Regions from separate parts of the Mus musculus genome. Here all the other regions are linked to region 1. The links are chromatin contacts, called in public Hi-C and promoter capture Hi-C maps. All regions are on one chromosome and are shown on one strand. Each heading gives the region's core, a stretch centred on a gene start, on an enhancer-like site or on the middle of the called end of the contact. The rest is flanking DNA. Distances are from core to core; before and after follow the strand shown.

Evidence for each region. Promoter capture Hi-C pulls out the DNA fragments that hold promoters and counts their contacts. A called contact is a pair of places that touch in the nucleus more often than the background predicts.
Region 2: a promoter capture Hi-C map of pre-B cells shows a contact between it and region 1. The contact joins the promoter of Ldah here to the promoter of Nol10 in region 1. A contact is called at or near these places in 1 of 39 promoter capture datasets (pre-B cells) and 2 of 484 Hi-C or Micro-C datasets (CD4 T cells and natural killer cells).
Region 3: a Hi-C map of B cells shows a contact between it and region 1, with 5 read pairs. The contact joins the promoter of Kidins220 here to the promoter of Nol10 in region 1. A contact is called at or near these places in 1 of 39 promoter capture datasets (maxillary cranial neural crest) and 1 of 484 Hi-C or Micro-C datasets (B cells).

Annotation. Positions count from the first base shown.
Region 1 is chr12:17,347,113-17,349,811 of GRCm38.p6, reverse strand. Nol10 (nucleolar protein 10) reads right to left here and starts at 1,319. Exons shown (of 21, transcript NM_001008421.1): 1 at 1,193-1,319. The coding sequence starts at 1,258. Gm46336 (a long non-coding RNA gene) reads left to right here and starts at 1,410. Exons shown (of 2, transcript XR_001780553.2): 1 at 1,410-1,530.
Region 2 is chr12:8,206,758-8,209,456 of GRCm38.p6, reverse strand. Ldah (lipid droplet associated hydrolase) reads right to left here and starts at 1,331. Exons shown (of 7, transcript NM_001364261.1): 1 at 1,253-1,331. It overlaps Gm33037 (a long non-coding RNA gene), which reads left to right and starts at 1,324. Exons shown (of 4, transcript XR_381233.4): 1 at 1,324-1,429.
Region 3 is chr12:24,973,557-24,976,255 of GRCm38.p6, reverse strand. Kidins220 (kinase D-interacting substrate 220) reads right to left here and starts at 1,324. Exons shown (of 32, transcript NM_001081378.1): 1 at 1,194-1,324. Gm36236 (a long non-coding RNA gene) reads left to right here and starts at 659. Exons shown (of 2, transcript XR_381341.3): 1 at 659-897; 2 at 1,143-2,699.

The sequences.
Region 1 (2,699 bases), core at 70-2,569:
GAGTCACACAATGTAAGCTCTGTCGCCCAGGCTGAACACAAGCTCACAAATGTCCTGTCTCAGCGCCCTAAGCACTGGGATTATAAACGTGTCTCTTTGCCAGCCAAATGTATTTCTTACAAAGAATAGAAACAGACCTATGACTGGCCTAATAGACGACCCTGGATAAGAAGTGGTTTTTACCAGCACATTCACTGGAAGCTGATTTTCTTCTACAGGCAACAGTTGAATGAACAGCAACCAAAGCACTAGTCAGTTATCGTGACACTGAGTGGCTGGGTCTCTACCGGGACAATTTTGCTTCCCAGATGGCTTATGGCAAGTCTTTACATTTTAGTCTGTCATCACAATTGGATCTTGTAGGTATGGACCAGGGATGCTGGCAAACAACACTAGCAACAAGACTTGTCCAGCTTAAAACGTCAATAAATTTGAGGTTAAATGCCCCCAATAGAAAAAAAAATCCTTTCTAAAAGGGAAAAGTCAATGTACTATTCTTACTAGTTATGGCAAAATAATCTCTAAACATGTGAACTCACCTCCCTAGACCCTAAGTATACACCAAGGCAGTCTGCATTTGGAACAGGATGAGACTTTAAACAGACTAAGGGTGAGCCACAGTCCTCCTCTCTGCAGTCTGTGACTGTATTGCTCTGACTGTTTTCAGGCAATAAGGTTTTTAATTAAAGCACGTGAGAGTAGTTTCTAAACAGTTAGCACGTTCTTACACGTGAACCCAATGCAGGCAAAACAACGGTCTTGTCTTAGGGTTTTTATAGTGTGATAAAATACCATGACCAAACGCATCTTGGGGAGAAAAGAGTTTATTTCAGCCACACTTCTACATCACGGTCCATCACTGAAGAAACTCAAACAGGGCAAGAACCTGGAGGCAGGTGTTTATGCAAAAGCCATGGAGCAGTACTGTTTACTGGCTTGCTGGGCCTGCTTTCTTATAGAACCCAGAGCCATAGCCCAGGAACGGCACCACCAAGGGCTGAGCTCTTCCCCATCAATCATTAAGAAAGTGTCCTACAGCTAGATCTTATGGGGGCATTTTCTCAATTGAGATTCCCTCCTTCCAGTTAACTCTAGCTTGTGTCAAGTTGACATAAAACCAGCCACCACGGTCAGCCGATGGTAAGTTAGAGATACACGCTCCCAGGGCGATGGCGAGGGGGCGAGAACTCACCTCGGGAAGAGACTTGCCGCAGCTGAGGCTGTAAATCTTCACTTCGTTGAGGCTGGAGACCTGCATCGCAGCGCGGAGCAGCCGGAGCCCGGCACGCAGTCACAGAACGCCGGCCCACCCGAATACCCTAGCATCCAAACCCGAGGCGAACCGGCACAACGTGCGGGAACTGGCGCGAGCTGATGACGCACTTCCTGGCTCCGGAAGTGCGCGCTCACTAGGCTGCCCCAGGGCGGAGGCACTAGAGGCGGCAAGAGCGGGTCCGGGGAGATGTGCTCTGGGGTTGGAAAAAGCGAAAATGAAAAGAAAAATCGTACGAGAAAGCATGAGATGGGGAAGTGAGTTTGAACCTGATATCGTTTGAGACTAGAATGTGACAGTTATAACCACTTACCATTTTTAGGAAGTTCTGTTGTCCACATCAGAGGCCTTGGGATGACTTTCTAACAGCAGAGGACCCTCGCCAGTCTTTCTCTATATCCTCTTCCAAACACATTATGAAAAGACGAGTCTGGGAAAGAGAGAATGGTTAAGTAATGCTTTCTCCAAAGTCATGTGAAACCACTATCAAACCCTGGCTCCAGTCGACTCTTTGATAGGCACTTACGCTCTCATAGTCAGGGTCCACTCAAGCCCTCTCGGCAACTACGGTCGGGTGCTTTCATCTTCATTTGCCCCTGGGCCATGGCTCACTAGTTCCTGCTGGCTTTGCAAAGGCTTGTACTCTGGTGGAAGCCTTTTCTTTCTGAGCAGAGCGATCTGCTACAGAACTTTTCTGTGCTGTTTCTCTATCAAGTAGTGTTGGCACAGTCCCCGGACTCCCAGGTCTTAAGATGGTGCCATGTAGACACCACTCAGACCACCTTGTGCTGAGTTGCAGGTCCCTGTCAGCCCCTTAAAGTTCAAACAGCTGCTTCACTCCTTTCTGGGACGACTGATCTTTCCTCTGGGATCACCCATAGATGTGCTCAAGAATTTTTGACTTAGGTGATTGAAACAGTACCTTCTTGTGCTCGTATTCCAAATTAGACTGAGGAATTGCCAATTCCCAAGCGAGGCACAGTGACCCCCACCTAAAATTCTAGTGTCTAAAAGACTGAGACTGGAGAATTACCAAGGCCTGGATTACAGTCTCAACAAAAATAAATAAATAAATAAATGTATAAAGAGGTTAGAATCCCAAAACTTAGCGTGTAATATCTCAACTCAATCAAAAGTTATTTTGTGTCTTCAAAACTAGAAAATTCTCTGGCCTCCAGACCTTAGTTGTGATCTATTTATCACCACAATTGCCTGCCAGCACCATGACTGCCTACTTCTAAAACCAGCTTCCTTAATTCACTGTTCCACCATGCACTTTTTATTAGCTCAATGCTGTCTTCATAGTCACCTTGGCTAAATCTGTAGAGTAGCCCGTTTCTGCCTCTGGTTCCCATATTGAAGATCTAAACCTTGGCATCTCTGTAGTATTAAAAAAGGGAAGAATGAAAAAGGCTGGGCATGGTGG
Region 2 (2,699 bases), core at 82-2,581, 9.1 Mb after region 1:
AGGGGTCATCTGGAAGTACCTTTATTGATAAGCTTAACAATGAATGCTCTAAAACAAAAATAGGTTGAACACATAATCTTATATTTAATTCATATTTAATCTTTTCACATGGCCAATTTTAATAGGTTCTTGCAGTGCATGTAGGCTGCCTCCTGAGGTTGAGAACAAAGTTGCCTCACCTCTTAGGACCTCACCTCACTAGTCACATAGCATTAGCTCACAACACACTGATAAGCATATTGACCCTTTATGACACAGGCATACAATACAACGTTTCAGAAAAAGTGACCTGATATTTTGCCCATGATGATCTTAAAAGTCTCTCCTACTAACATTCCAACTTCTTCATCAAAGTAGTTTAGAAAAATGTTGAAGGCACCTGGAATGTAATAGTTTCCCAAAGTAAGAAAGAGCTTGATTAAAATATTCTTCTAAGAAGACAGCAAAGCCCAGAAAAATGTAAGAGCACACTAAAGGTCAGAAGCTACCATAAATATTATATAAGAAACAAGAGCAAGGAATTTAAAAGTAATAATTGAAAGAACAAAACTTATGGGGTGGATTATCAGCAGAGTAGTATCAACAAAGAACGAGATGAGAGAACGTGGATAGATCCACAAAATTTACAAACCTGAATTGGTGGGAAACAGTCTAAAAACTCAGCAGTAGCCCCGGGACTTGTACTACAATGACAAATGACCTAAAATTCATGCAACTAGAGTTTCAGAGAAGGCAATGTGGGGCTAAAACACACGTTTTAAGAAAGAGTATCTGGAAACTTCTCAAAATTGGGAAGGGCATAAATCTACAGATTCAAGAAGCTGAGCTTCTCAAGCTGGGGAAATGTATACTATACTATTAGAAGCCATGCATTTTGTAAAACTAAAATAAAAAAAAAAGTTAAAAGCAGTGAAACAACACATCATATGCAAGGGTAAAGGTAATTTTAATGTCAGCAGATTTCTCAGGAGAATCCACGAGGGACAGTGTCGACCACAGATGCCTGGGGAGCCCCAGCGCAGACTTGGATTTATTTCTAGAAGGCTGGCTGCCAGCGCATTGGCTTATCCTTACCCAGGGAGCCTCTGGCGACCTGGCCACAGGTCGGGCGAGTGTAGTGCCATCGCGTACCGCACGGCCTAGCGGCTGTGCACGCGGGGTGATGGCAGCTCAGTTATCCTAGCACCACCCCATGCGCAGCCCACGTGCCCTTCCTCAGACAAACCACACAGTACTGGCAGCATCACCTCACCTGCCCACTCACAAGGTATTGGGGTCGTCCGCCGACGTCTCGGCAAAGCCTCACCAGACCCGGAAGTTCCGCCTGTACTGACGTCACAGCGCCGCGCCGCGCCGGTCCCGGAAGTCGGGACCCGTAGAACGCTTTGCAAGGATCTCCCGTGTGAGAGTTTGGGTGGCAGCTTGATGGGTAGGTGGTTTATAGTCAGCGAGATTGCTGGGAGCAGCACATAGAGCGTTTCTAGCATACCACCTGAATTTTACCCGCTCTCTGTTCTTTGTCGTTTTGGTAAACGAGTTTTTCCTCTCTTTGGAGGTTCTTTCATTCCCCCCCCCCCCCCCATCTGCCCACTTTTCCTTTCTTCCACCACCAGTTGCTTTTCATTCCTGACTCATGATCACAGGAAAGTTGACTCTCAGCTGACCTTAGTGCTAGTATTCAACTTCATATAGTATTCAGTTTCATATTCAGGATAATGCGACCTTCCAGAGCTATTTCCAGCTTACTACAAACTTCAAGATAGTATCCTCAACACTTGGTACAATTGTAGGCAATCAGTGTATTTCTGTCCCCCAAAATACTGTCGCCAATATGGCAGTATTATAGCCAGAAGAAGCATGGAACTTAGAAAGAAAGAAAAAAAAAACCCATAGTAATTATCACACATGGAAAAGCTTTGCGCTTGTATCCAGCACCTCGGTGATAGTACCAACATCACTTATATTTTAACTTAAAAATCTTTTTGTATATTAGTAGCCTGGAGCCTATGGACGCTGGAAGAGGGCACTGGGTTCCCTGGGACCTGAACCACATAAGCCTATGGGTCACCATGTGGGTGCTGAGAATCAATCCTAAATCCTGTGGAAAAGGAGTTAGTGCTCATAACTACTGAACCAACATCCAACTAGCTGTGGAATGTAAACCGATAAATATCTTCATAACCCTTTTTTATCACTTCTACTTTCCACATCCAATAGGTAACATTTAATGAATATAGAAAAAGATATTCATTGTGTTAAGAGTTTTTCATGAACTAATTTTTAAACCCTTAGCATTTCAGTGTGGTCAGTATTAACAAGTGATCACTAGAGTTTGGAGATATAAATACATAAAAGTAAATGATTATGTTACGGTGACCATAGGATATGTACCAAGTGGTGTCAGTTTTATGTGTGTAAATTTCCTGCCAGTAATGCTGTTAAAGGACTACTGACATATCAAGGGCGTCTTTCTGGGTATCTGTTCCATCCTTCTTTCATCCATAGACTACATGACAGAATGCATTGGTGCAGGATTTCTTTTAATTCTTGGATATGCATCTACGATGTAGCATCTAGGTGATTTATGTTTCTGATTTCACTGAACCTGTGCCAGAAATAACTGAAGCAATTCAGACTTTATAGTTGGCCAGAGATTATTTCTGTTAACTGCAGTGTAAAATGAGGTGCGAAGAAACTGA
Region 3 (2,699 bases), core at 75-2,574, 7.6 Mb before region 1:
GGCCTGGGAGGCAGAAGCAGGCTGATCTCTATCAGTTCCAAGCAGACCAGGGCTACATATTAAGAAGACCAGGGAGGGAGAGGAAAAAAAGGAGAAGAGGGGGATGAAGGAGGAGGAGAAAAAGGAGGGAGGGAGGGAGGGAGGGAGGGAGGGAAGGAGGGAAGGTAGAAAAAAATGAAAAAGAGAAAAGAATTTATGGAAACGAGATGCCAAAGATAAATCTGGAAACCATTCTCAGAGTGTTTAAAAGGATTCTCAAACTGGTGTGCAATTATTTGTCTCCTGACCCAAATAGTCCCATTTTTGCAGGCCTGTGGTGAAGCTCAGAAACAAATTTTTAACAAGGACCCCCAAGTCGGTCTGATCAAGTTGACTGACTGTCGTTGTAAAGCTTGAGAACAAAGAACGCACCTTGCCACAGCATTTCCAGTCTTGGCTCTGAACCAGACACCCAACTGCCCTTAAAAATAGATTATGTGTCTTTTCCTTTTACTGTAGACGCTTTGTTTTTTCGTAGCGTCAAAAAGAGAGCGGGGGACTAACCCATCAGAATCACCTCCAAGAGGTTTTTCCTCAGCCACACCCCACACCAAGAAATGGGAAGCTCTGAAAAGCAAAACCGGTGCATTTTTAGCAAGCACCTCTAGGGGGCAGAGAGCTCCACAAACAGTTATTAATGAGAAAATGGTCTAAAATGGTTTAAACGTGAAGACAACCTAGGGAAAAAAAATGTATACAAATCCCCACAAAGCAAACATGGACGCGTTCTATTCGGGGGCTTGCGGGCATCTTGCAAGGCGTTTAAAAGCCTGCACAGGACAATGGGGGCAGTGGGTTCGGCAATTTAGCACAGAAGAAAACAACTTCTCCTCCCTGGAAAGCAAAGCAACCAAGAAGGTAAGGCTCAGGGGCACCGGCTGCGGGACTCACTAAGTGATGGGTGTGACAACAAGGAAAGCGGCCTGGGCCTGGAGTCAGTGCCCACGGGAGAACGCCGCACCGGAGCGCCTGCCTTCCGCGCTTGGCTGCACCGACCTCGCCCGACGCCCGGACGCCCCGCACCCAGCCTCCGATCCCGGCCCCCTCCCCCTCTCCGGTGCCACCGACAGACTCGTCTCCCTTTCCCCTCCCCCCTCCCCCAGCCTCGGACACTGTCGCTCTGCCTCACCCGACCTCTCCGCCTCCGCACTGACCGTGTCACGGCCTGGCCGAAGACGGCGCCCTCAGCTCTGCAGAACAGCGCCGCAGACCTTGTCAGAGGACAAGACGCCAAGAGCACACAGCTATGCCCGCACCACGCCCGGCGGCCATCTTCCTAGGAGTCAGGAACTGACAGGTCACGTGGTCGTGTGGTGGGCGGTGCTCCTTGTGGCCACGCCTCCTGGAGGGGGCAGTGTGGGAGGAGTTGCAGGTGCTGAAGTGGCTTGGACGCCCTTCCCTCTATTTTAAAGGAATGGAAACATTGCTTCTTTGCCTGGTTTGGCTTCAGATGGTTTGGGTTGGGTTAGGTTGGGTTGGGTTGGGTTGGTTTTGATACAGAGTCAAAGTCGCCCAAGCAGGCTTCAAACTTGCTATGTAGCCAAGAATGACCTTTACGCTCCCGATCCTCCTGCCTCCACCTCCCAGCTGACCCAGCTAAATTAGTGTATTTTTCACAGGTGCCCCAGGCAATATTTTTCCCTGTCATTCGCGCTTTTGAAAGTTAATTTATAACCCGTACCTGGCATTATAAGCAATAATTCAGAGAAATAAACAACAATTACAACTTTGGAAGCCATTGCCCACTTTGCAAATGAAAGTCGCTTAGTTCCTCCTTCCAGGGTCCAGAAGTCCGAAATCTGCCTTCTCCATCATCGGAAGAATGCACTGCCTCCGCAGACGTCCATACTGCCTCCTTCCAGCTGAGGACCCCCCGCCCCAACCCCCCAAGGCCCTTCCAGACTTTGCTCTTCCCACCTCTGCAGAAGTATCACCAAATGCTATTAACTGATCCCTGACCACCATCAGCAACCCCATCCTGGCAATATTCCCTTCAAAGGGCCTCCTGACACCCATTTCCTAGTCTTCTTCCAGGCATGGTACTCCTTCCCAGGTTCCACCTACCTTAATTAATTCAGAGTTCCAGAGTTCTGCCCACGGTCAGTCTCATCCCCAATATGGCCGATATTATAGGCTCCCTCCTGATCCATCTCCGGAAGTGAGTGGGACCCCCACAGGAAGTGGAAAGTTATCTCACATATCACCCCATACTGTCTAAGCAGTTCCTGTGTTAATCACTCAGATCTATTTTAAACCTTTTACTCCCCCATGGGCTGCCGACTCTCTCAACTCCTCTCCCTACCCAGAACTCTTCTTATCTGTCAGGACACTAAGCACTTCTCAGTTAAACTCTTCAGTACTGCCCCCCCCATCCGTGGAGCCCGTTCCCCACAGCACCTGGGAGTGAGGCTCTTGGAAGGCGTGCCCTCACAGACCTTGCCCTGTTCTGCCTGCCTTCCCCTTCAAACCCTGCCAGGGCAAACTGGCCAGTATTTTCTGCTAATAGACACACTGGGCTTCGTGGTACACACCTTTGCCCTCAGCACTCAGAAGCAGAGGCAGGGGGAATCTCTGTGAGTTAGAGGCTGGCTGCATAGTGAAACCCTGTCTCAAGAGGAGGAGGAAGAAGAAGAAGATGAAGAAGAGGAAGGAAGGAGAGA